Regions from separate parts of the Callithrix jacchus genome. Here region 1 is linked to region 2. Evidence: chromatin contacts called from public Hi-C data. All regions are on one chromosome and are shown on one strand. Each heading gives the region's core, a stretch centred on a gene start, on an enhancer-like site or on the middle of the called end of the contact. The rest is flanking DNA. Distances are from core to core; before and after follow the strand shown.

Evidence for each region. A called contact is a pair of places that touch in the nucleus more often than the background predicts.
Region 1: a Hi-C map of skeletal muscle shows a contact between it and region 2, with 3 times the contacts expected there. The contact joins two enhancer-like sites. A contact is called at or near these places in 2 of 3 Hi-C or Micro-C datasets (both in skeletal muscle).

What each region holds. Positions count from the first base shown.
Region 1 is chr12:118,944,522-118,949,140 of calJac240_pri, forward strand. No RefSeq gene overlaps it. Among named protein-coding and RNA genes, the nearest start is that of TEX36, 52 kb to the right of the region's middle. Within about 2 kb of position 2,665, at least 1 of the 16 cell types and tissues checked has an H3K27ac peak or open chromatin away from gene starts, as enhancers often do. A contact at or near this core is called in skeletal muscle, where this site is marked.
Region 2 is chr12:118,772,778-118,777,311 of calJac240_pri, forward strand. No RefSeq gene overlaps it. Among named protein-coding and RNA genes, the nearest start is that of TEX36, 220 kb to the right of the region's middle. Within about 2 kb of position 1,659, at least 1 of the 16 cell types and tissues checked has an H3K27ac peak or open chromatin away from gene starts, as enhancers often do. A contact at or near this core is called in skeletal muscle, where this site is marked.

The sequences.
Region 1 (4,619 bases), core at 1,415-3,914, 170 kb after region 2:
GAAAATAAAATGAAGATATTTTCTTAGTACAGGTGTATACATGCACAAACATATATATATATATGTATTTTTTGAGACAAAGTCTTGCTCTGTTTCCCAGGCTGGAGTGCAGTGGCACAATCTCAACTCACTGTAATCTCCACCTCCGGGTTCAAGCAGTTCTCCTGCCTCAGCCTCCCAAGTAGCTGGGACTACAGGAACGCACCACCACGCCCCACTAATTTTTGTATTTTTAGTAGAGACAGGGTTTTGCCATGTTGGCTGGTCTCAAACTCCTGACCTTGTGATCTGCCCACCTCGGCCTCCCAAAGTGCTGGGTTTACAGGCATGAGCCACGGCACCCGGCCACACAAACATATTCTTAACAAAATAAGGTGGAAGTACTCATGACAGTCACAGTCCTCATTTCTACAACTGGTCACGTGGTCATACCTGTTATTGATGACCACCTTCTACCCGTTCCGTACTCCCTTTGTCTTCAGCAAGCACCTTGGGTGGTCATGGTCTTTCACCTGGTAGAGTGACCCAGACTTTCATTCCTGAAAGTCTGGGTCATTTGTTCCTGCCTGCATTGGATTGTAGTTTCCCATTGACCTTAGCTTCCGATCAGACAAGATGGGCTGTGTTCAGGGTGGTATGGCCGTAGATCCACTGACCTTAATCACAGGGCATGGTAATACTGAGAGGGATCTCGTGTATTCCACACATACTCTTCCTTACCTTCATTGTGGGGTAGCAGTCTGATTTCATCTTAATAGTCTGGGTCAGTCATCCCAGCCAACACTGTAACTCCCTTCTTAACCTGTTGACTTTGAGGCAGGAGGAGCCCAAAGTGGCCAGGTGGCATCTTAACTTCCAGTTCAATTGAATCATTGTTGTGTGTCCTGGTGGCAGCGTTTCCCTCTGGAACTAAGACCTCTAGGCCTGCAGAACATAATGTCACAGTAACAGGAAGTAACAATTTTGCTAGTGGATCACTAGGGATTATGGCGGGTGGTGCCACTTCCACTTTCACCCCTTGATTCCTGGACCCATGAATCCTGGCTATGAGAGAAAGAGTACCATCTATTGGACGCTGATTCAGAGCATACACAGCCTCCTAGAGACCTTTGCTCCAGCCCTGCAAACTATTGACATCTAGTCTGTGTTGTAATTTGACTTCAAAAGGCCATTCCACCATTCTGTCAATCCAGCTGCTTCAGGATGATGCAGAACATGATAAGACTAGTGAATTCCACGAGCATGAACCCACCGCTGCACTGGCAGCTGATGGGTTGCACTGGCAGCTGATGAACCCACCGCTGCACTGGCAGCTGCCCACCCTTCCTCTCAAATGTCAGTCTCCTCTGGGAACACCCTCCCAGACACACCCAGAAACAATAGTTTAGTAGCCATCTAGGCATCCTTCAGTCCAATCAAATGGACACCTCATATTAACCATCACGCCACCATTGTGTTTAGCACAGCAATACTGGGAGAGATTTCCCTTTTTGCATTAGCTCATGACTTGTTAGTAATATCTATAACATGAAACTGACTTGAAAATATCTCCTAGATTGGCTGGTTTCAAAATGCAAGGAAAGGCTCCTGTCAGTCTCTGATCAACCAAACCCTGCCCAGCCCCGAGACAGGAAGGTATGAGGCCCTGTAGGGGGACTGACGGGCGGGTCTGAAGTGACTCTGTAAGCGTGAGAAAGGCATTTCATGTTCATTCTGGCTCTTCAAATTCTCTCTGTGATGTTGTATCAGCAAATATGTACCCAGGGATTTAATAACACATTAAAGAAAGGATTGGATATAAATTATTTTGAATGGCTGTCTATGCAGTTTGAATCCATAAATAATCAGTCGCCTCTTTGCTTTGGCTCTGGAAAGAGGGACATATGAACAGGGGTCATGTTATCCTCACCTCAGAATGGACACATGTGAGGGTTGGTAGGATTAACCCGTGTGGACCGGCCGGAAGTTTTTCTAAGATGCTGATTTTTTCCCCTCTTGGTATCATTAATTCTCTATGTCTCTGTTTTTGGATTTATCTGCAGTAACTTTTTGATTTTAAGCTGGACAAACTCTGTAGTCCCGAATCCCTTCTCCCGGTTGTGAATTGTTACAGGCTCAGAAACGCAGGTGAATTTTAGTGTTTGTGGAAGTAAGCACATTCTGCTTGCTGAATCTCTCTATCTCTTCCTAAGACCTCCCTGCCATTCACTGTCCCTCTAAGAAATTCCCAAATGATGGTGACAGATGTCAGTGCTCATGTATTTTGTCAGGATTCTCCCTTCCCTGAGCTGGGGGCAGGTGTGGCTCAGCACAGGTGAGTGTTGGAGGCAGTCGATGACCAGAGAACAAAGTGGGGAAACTCAGGGGCAGGCAGCCTCGTGTCCTCCAGTCCTGAGCCTGTTTGGGCTCTGAACCAAACCAAAGGATTTGACTCTCAGCCTGTCCTGCAAAACAGATCAGAGAAGCCCGAGGAAGAGTTGCAATAGGTCATGACTGGTGGAGCTGGTCACAGCCAGTCAGAGACGCCATGCAGTCCCCAAGGACTCCATACACTCCCCACCAAGCTTCTTCCGGTGAGCTCATCTTCACTGGATGTGGGGAATACCCTTCTCAGGATGGCCAAATACGAGGTGCATAGTTCTGCAGAAAAAAAAAAGGCCTGAAAGCAGCGGCAGAAACAGAAACCATATGAATTTTCAGGGAGCGTTGTCCAGCGCACTTAGGGAAACAGCACAGAGGGCTTTGTGAGAGGAGGCTCCGGGGAAGGTCCCAGACAAAGTGACTGTCCTTTCCACAGCAAGTACAGCGATCTAAGAGCAAGCCACCTTCTTGCATAGAGAGCTAAGGATGGGACACAAACGGAGGCAGAGAGGTACAAAGGCAAGAGCCGTCAGCACAGGAGCCTTAACTGCAGAGGTGGCCAAGGTCACCTTGGCCTCTGGAGAACAAACACAGGCAAAACAAAGTTTCCAGGAGACGTGCCAGACAATTTAGATTGCAATCTCTCCAGATCTGGCAAGGACGACACCTCTTCCAGAAAGCCCATGCTGACCCCTGTACCTCCCCAGTACCGCAGGTGGCACCTGGCTCAGCCATTGCTCAGCTTTTCACAGGACACACAGTCGGTATGTGTACATCCTAATCTCCCACCAGACACATGCCTCTCCTGGGCAGGACTGCGTTTTTCAGCCCTGGGTTTAAGCTCAGAGCCAAATGCCAGGCCCAGCACACAGTAGATGTTCAATTAAACTTTGGTGAAACTGAAAATAGTTTAGCTCCCCCACCAAATCCAGATGTTTCACTTTGCATGTGTGACATGGGAGGCCATGAAAGGGTTTGAGGAGAGGATGGAGACTTCCCCAAAGTGAAAGTAAAGGTCAGGTTTGACCCAAAGCTTATTTTGATGTTCTGGGTCAGTTCACAGTTTAGCTTAAAAATGTTTCCATCCGGGGCTTGGCAGAATCATGTGCAGTAAAACCCCAGCGACTTGTTCTCTTTCAAAAGGAGAAATAAGAGGCAGCCTGGAAGGGGGAACATGAAACAGTTGTTATAAATTTTTAAACTAATTTTAACAACTTTACTGAGATGTAATTAACATAACGTAGATGGAGAAGTGTAAATAGGTCATATGTATTCAACGAGACGCAACCCTCACACACAGAGCAAGAAACAGAACATCGCCCACCACAGAGGCCCAGCCCCGGACGCTTTGGTCTTGGCACCTGACCCAGTACAGGGCCACTTTCAAGGCAAAGACTTCCGATGTATCCACCAGGTGTGTTCCTCCAACTGATGCCGCCTCTGCCACGGGTGAAGGATTTCCTCAGCTCTGGGCATGCTCCCTCCGGTCAAGGGTTCTGTCGGAGATGGTGCAGTGGACACCGAGGTGTGCTGTCCAGCCCCCCACCTTCCATGAAGGAGGCATTACCCATCACATGTTCTCATAGACACCTTCAGGGACCACAGCTGCAGAGAGCCGCCTCCACCTCACCCAAGGTTACACCCCTTCCTGGATGAGCCACATCATAGATCAGTCCAGAGGATAAAGGTTCTTAGCCAAGCTTCGCCGTCTTAGCCCAACTCAGGACAACTCTGAAGGGCCATTCTAGCTCAGAGCACCCCTGGGGTCAGCCAAAAAGCCCCACTTCTGCCGCTGCCCAGTCTCGCTCCCTTCCACAGGTTAGGTCCCACCAGCCCACCCAGGCGAACACCCTGCATACTGAACTTCACCTCAGACTCCGCTTCCTGGGGCCCAACCTGCAACAATCGGTTCCCCATTCAGCCTTCCTGCCTTCACTTTCCACAGAGGGTGCTGAGTGCCCCCTATGTCCTGGGCCAGGCATTGAGACTGGCCAGAGTCGACAGAACAGTCATTAACGTTCATGTGCCTGCTGTGGTATTGTGCTGTGTACAGAGCACTTTCACGCCTTTCTTGGTCTGTGCATTCATTCATTTACTCCTTACCTGACAGACAGAAAGTGCCTGCTCCATGCAAGAGTGAAGACAGAATGAAGAAAAGAACTTTCCTTCCCCTGGAGAGCTCACAGTCAAGTGCATAAGGCTGATGTCAAGCCAGAGAATTTTCCCAGGCATTAAAGTCGTGATGCAGAAGACACAAA
Region 2 (4,534 bases), core at 409-2,908:
AGCAGGAGGGGCAGGGATGGATGTTTTTCTGACAGGTCAGAGTTTCTGTTTGGGATGATGAAGAGTTCTCAACATGGGTCCTGGTGCTGGTTCCATAACGTGAATGTACTTAATGCCACTGAATGGTGCACATAAAAATGGTTTAAATGAAATATGTTTCGAATGTTTTACCAGAATAAAAAAAAAGCTTCCAAGCTTTTCTTCCTGTCCTAGCTACTTTGAAACTACTGTCTTTTATATGTCAAATTTCAAAATCACCCAGCTCAAAAGGCACGGTAGAAAACTGGTTGACAAACTCACTTTGGAGCCGAGGAATCCAGGCTCTCACCTTGTGTTCCCCACTTCCTGGCAGTGTGACCTTGGTCATGTAACCTCCTCCTTTCCCTAAGGAGGGTGCCAAATGCTTTTGCCCAGTGAGTTGCTCAGCTGTGGTCACTCTGATTTTAAAGCATAACTGTGAACTAGAGTAGCTGTGGTCCCAGCTACTCTGGAGGCTGAGGTGGGAGGATTGCTCGAGCTCAGCAGACCTTACTTCCTATGTAACACCTTTTTAGAAAGGGTTCTTTTTATGTTTGGTTTCACTGGGGCGGTGGCAGCTTTTGCATCATGTCATGTTGTGTTGTCCCCCACTGCACGGCATGGTCACACCCTGGTTGTGACTAGGTTTCTTTTCACCCTTCACTTTATTGACTCTTGCAGTTTCTCAGTTAATTGCATAATTTGCATGTGCATCAATGAAAACACACCCCTTCACCTGTGCCATATTTTCAGGCAGTCCTCAGATCTGTCTGGTTTTCTTCTGAGAAACGGGCAATTCACTGGCCACCCCATGTCACGGTTGTAGTTACACTCCTGTCTCCTGCCAGAGTGTCTGGTCTGCCTTAACGGGGACCTTCTCCACAACAGAGTCCCTATTCACCCTTGGTAAAGGAACGTTTTCTCTCATTCCGTGGTACATTGCCCTCCATTTCTGCCACTGCCCTGGAACTAAACACAGTTCCAATGCTGTTGGATGGACCAATACACGGTGACTGCGTGCAGTGCGGTTCGGTTCGGCCTTTCCTCCCCTTCACTAGCCAAGCTGTTTTCTCGGCCTCCACCTGCCTCTGCCCAAGCGCTTTCCACTTTCCCTTTGCTGGTACTGAACCTTTACACAAAGTATCTAGGTAGGAAGTTGGGAATTTGAGAATGTTTCTGTTTCTTTTCTTTTCCTAATGATACTATAGCATGAAAACCATCTAACTCCAAAGAAAACCTGTGAATTTCATGATGGTTCTTCTCCCTCTGGCACACTTCACGATCTTGTCATCATCTTGGCTCTTAACCTTCCTTTCTCTTGCCTTTTTTTGGCTGTGGTCTCTGGCAGCCATGGTGTGGTGGGTTTGAGCGTGGTGGTCTGCCACTGTCTAGACAGGGAGGCGGTTCAGCACAGTGGCTCAAAACCTGTCTCCAACCCCGACGTCCATGTTGGACACTACACCAACCTCTTGCAGAAGGTCGTTAGCTGTGAACTTGGGCAGGTACCTCAACCTTGGTGTTTCCTGGTCTGTAACACATAGGGTCTCTACAGTGTCTAACTCACTGCAGTAACTGCCATGCTAATGCACCGTGCCGCTGACCACATGTGGACGTTATTCAGGGTCTGGACTCTGTGGTCCACCTGGGCAGGACCTTGCCTTCTCTGCCTTGTCACTGCCGTGTCACTGGGCCCAGAACCTGGCTGGCGGCTAAAGTCACACATGAATGGAGGCAGGCCAGAGGATCAGAACAGAGGATGCTTATGTTACCCCGCGGGCCCCGGGAGACTCCAGCACCTATGCTCAGGCCTTCTCCGTATGACCACTCTCCTCCCTGAGGCTGGCTGGGCTTCTCACCCTCGTGCCCACACTGGAACGTGGACACCCTCCTTTCCAACCTCCTCCCTTCGGTCCAGCACATTCTTCGTAGTCAGAGACTTCTCACATTTCTTCTCGACTTGGATGCCCTTGTACTTTTCTCTTGCCTCATACGGAAAAACATGCGCCCTGTCCTGCCTAAACCCACTCCGGTCCCCTGTCCCGGCTCACCAAGTGCTGGACTTCGCTTTCACCTTTTCTGTACCCTTCAGCCTTTCTCCAGGAAAGGCAATCTGCGATCTGCCTGCCTTTGCTTACATTTTTTGGGAACCACGTCAGCCTTTCTAATGAAAGCTCAGTGCGTTATTATAATCTGATATTAATAACACGGGGCTCCCCGTCTCAGAGGGAAGCCTTTTCCCATTTAAAACTTGACTTAGCTGCTGCCTTTCTTAAAGTACTGGAGTGCAGGCTCTTGTGCCAGGCAGCCTGGGTTTGAATCCACCTCTCCTACTTCCTAGCTGTGTAACCATGGGTAAGTTACTTAACCTCTCTGTGCCTCATCTGTACAAGGGGGATAATAAAAGCTTCCATATCTCACAGAGTTGTCCTGAGGATGAAATGACATCGTGCTTGCATAAAGCTTACTGCTTTGAAAGTACAAATGTTTCTGGTAAATATTTTTGTTAGCATACTACTTACAAGTAGCCATCCTTTCCCCGTTTTCTTGTTTCTGCTTTTTGCTTGGCTGAGTCTCCTGGAAATTTCAAGAAGTTGTCTTGGGCAGAGCTCCCGTCCAGCTCCTGCCCTGGTCTCTTCCACATTCCTCCTCTCCATCCCGCCATTGCTCCCCTGATGCCTCTTAGGCGCTGGACACACTGGGTGACTGGGAGTTAGGAAATGCCTTCTCCAGCATCAATGGGAGGAGAAGCAATTCCATTAAAATGCACATATTTTGTTTCTGCGCCCCCAACAAGTACGAACTTCAGTTTCTCCACACGTATTGCTTGTTTCCTGAGGGACTGGCACAGGGCAGGGACTGGGGATGCAGACCCTCTCCTGACCCCTTGTAGTGGGCGGTGGTGGCAGATACACAAACAGGGCCTCAGAGACTGACGTGGAAGAGCAGCGGGAAGGCCATGTGTGAGAGGCAGGCAGGTGACCACCCTGGGTGGAGGAGGGGAAGTGGCGGTCACAGAGGACCTTGAAGGAAGTGGTGCCAAGGCCGAGTCAGAGATGAGGAGGGAGAGCCAGACCGGGGAAGGGAGGGGCACATTCCAGGCAGAGGGGTTAACTCGAGCTAAAGAACTCTCCGTATGAGGCAAGAGAAAAGTACGAGGGCATCCAAGTTGAGAAGAAATATGAGAAGTCTCTGACTATGCAGAATGTGCCGGACCGAAGGGAGGAGGTTGGAAGGGAGGGTGTGTATGTTCTCGTATGAGCACGAGGGTGAGAAGCCGAGCCAGCCTCGGGGAGGAGAGTGGTCATACAGAGAAGGCCTGAGTGTCGGTGCTAGAGTCTCCCGGGGCACGCGGGGTAACATAAAGCATCCTCAGGCTGGAAACCATCAGAGGTGAGCCAGAACTAAAAGCAGGTGAGTGTTATTGGAGAGTAACATAACAGGACGAGTGCTGAATGGTGGGAGGTGGATAGAAGTCGATCGAATACCAGCTCTATTGTGGATAAAAAAGCTGGAGAAACAGCTTGACCCTCAGCTACAGGCTGGCTCCCTGACAACAGCCCCAAATAAACTTACCTCCCAAAGCTGCAGGCCTCTTCCTTGGGGGTGGCACCTTTCTTGGGAGTGGAACCTGCCCAGTGTGTCCTTCCCTTCTGTCCTTCCCTGTGTGTGTGAGTAGCATAGAGTTCAGCCCTGCCCCCTGCCACCCAGCGTGCAGCAATTTAGACATTGGGAATTCTTGCCTTCTCTTTTCAACCCTGGCTACCAGAATCTTGGCTGCAGCAGCCCACTGCTGTGGATCAGCCCACTGCTGTGTGTCAGCCCACTGCTGTGGATCAGCCCACTGCTGTGGATCAGCCCACTGCTGTGCGTCAGCCCACTGCTGTGGATCAGCCCACTGCTGTGCGTCAGCCCACTGCTGTGGATCAGCCCACTGCTGTGAATAATGCTACTTGGACTAACTTAAGATTCAGAACTACATGAAGAAAGAAAATCAAAGGATGAGGTATCATCAAGGCATCTCAGACTCAGGACCCTTCCCCGTGACCAGGTCCCCTTTCCACATGGCCTGTGTCAGTAGATTGGTGCACCAGCCACCCATGTGCACAAGCAAGAATTTCAGAGCCATCCTTGACAGTTTCTCTCCTCTCCGTCCACTACCGAGCTCTGCCCATCTAGCCCTAGATCCAAGCTGCCATCACCCACCGTTTCATTCCTGGACTCCTAAGAAAATCTCCCAACTAGGCTGCCCACCTCCAATCTTGAACTCTCTCAACTCGTTCTCCAGCCAAAGCTTGGGGGACTGTTTTCAAAATAGAAATTTGATCCAATCTCCACCCACCACCCATCCCTTCTCTGGCTTCCCATGGCATTTAGGATACACATCCGAATGCTCACCAGGACTGACAGGCCTTGTGTGGTTCCAGCGTCCCCACCTCCCCATGGACACTTAGTCCTACCCAGCCTTCCCTACCCCTAACAGTCCCCTGAAGACTCCTGGGTCTTTGTGCATCTTCTA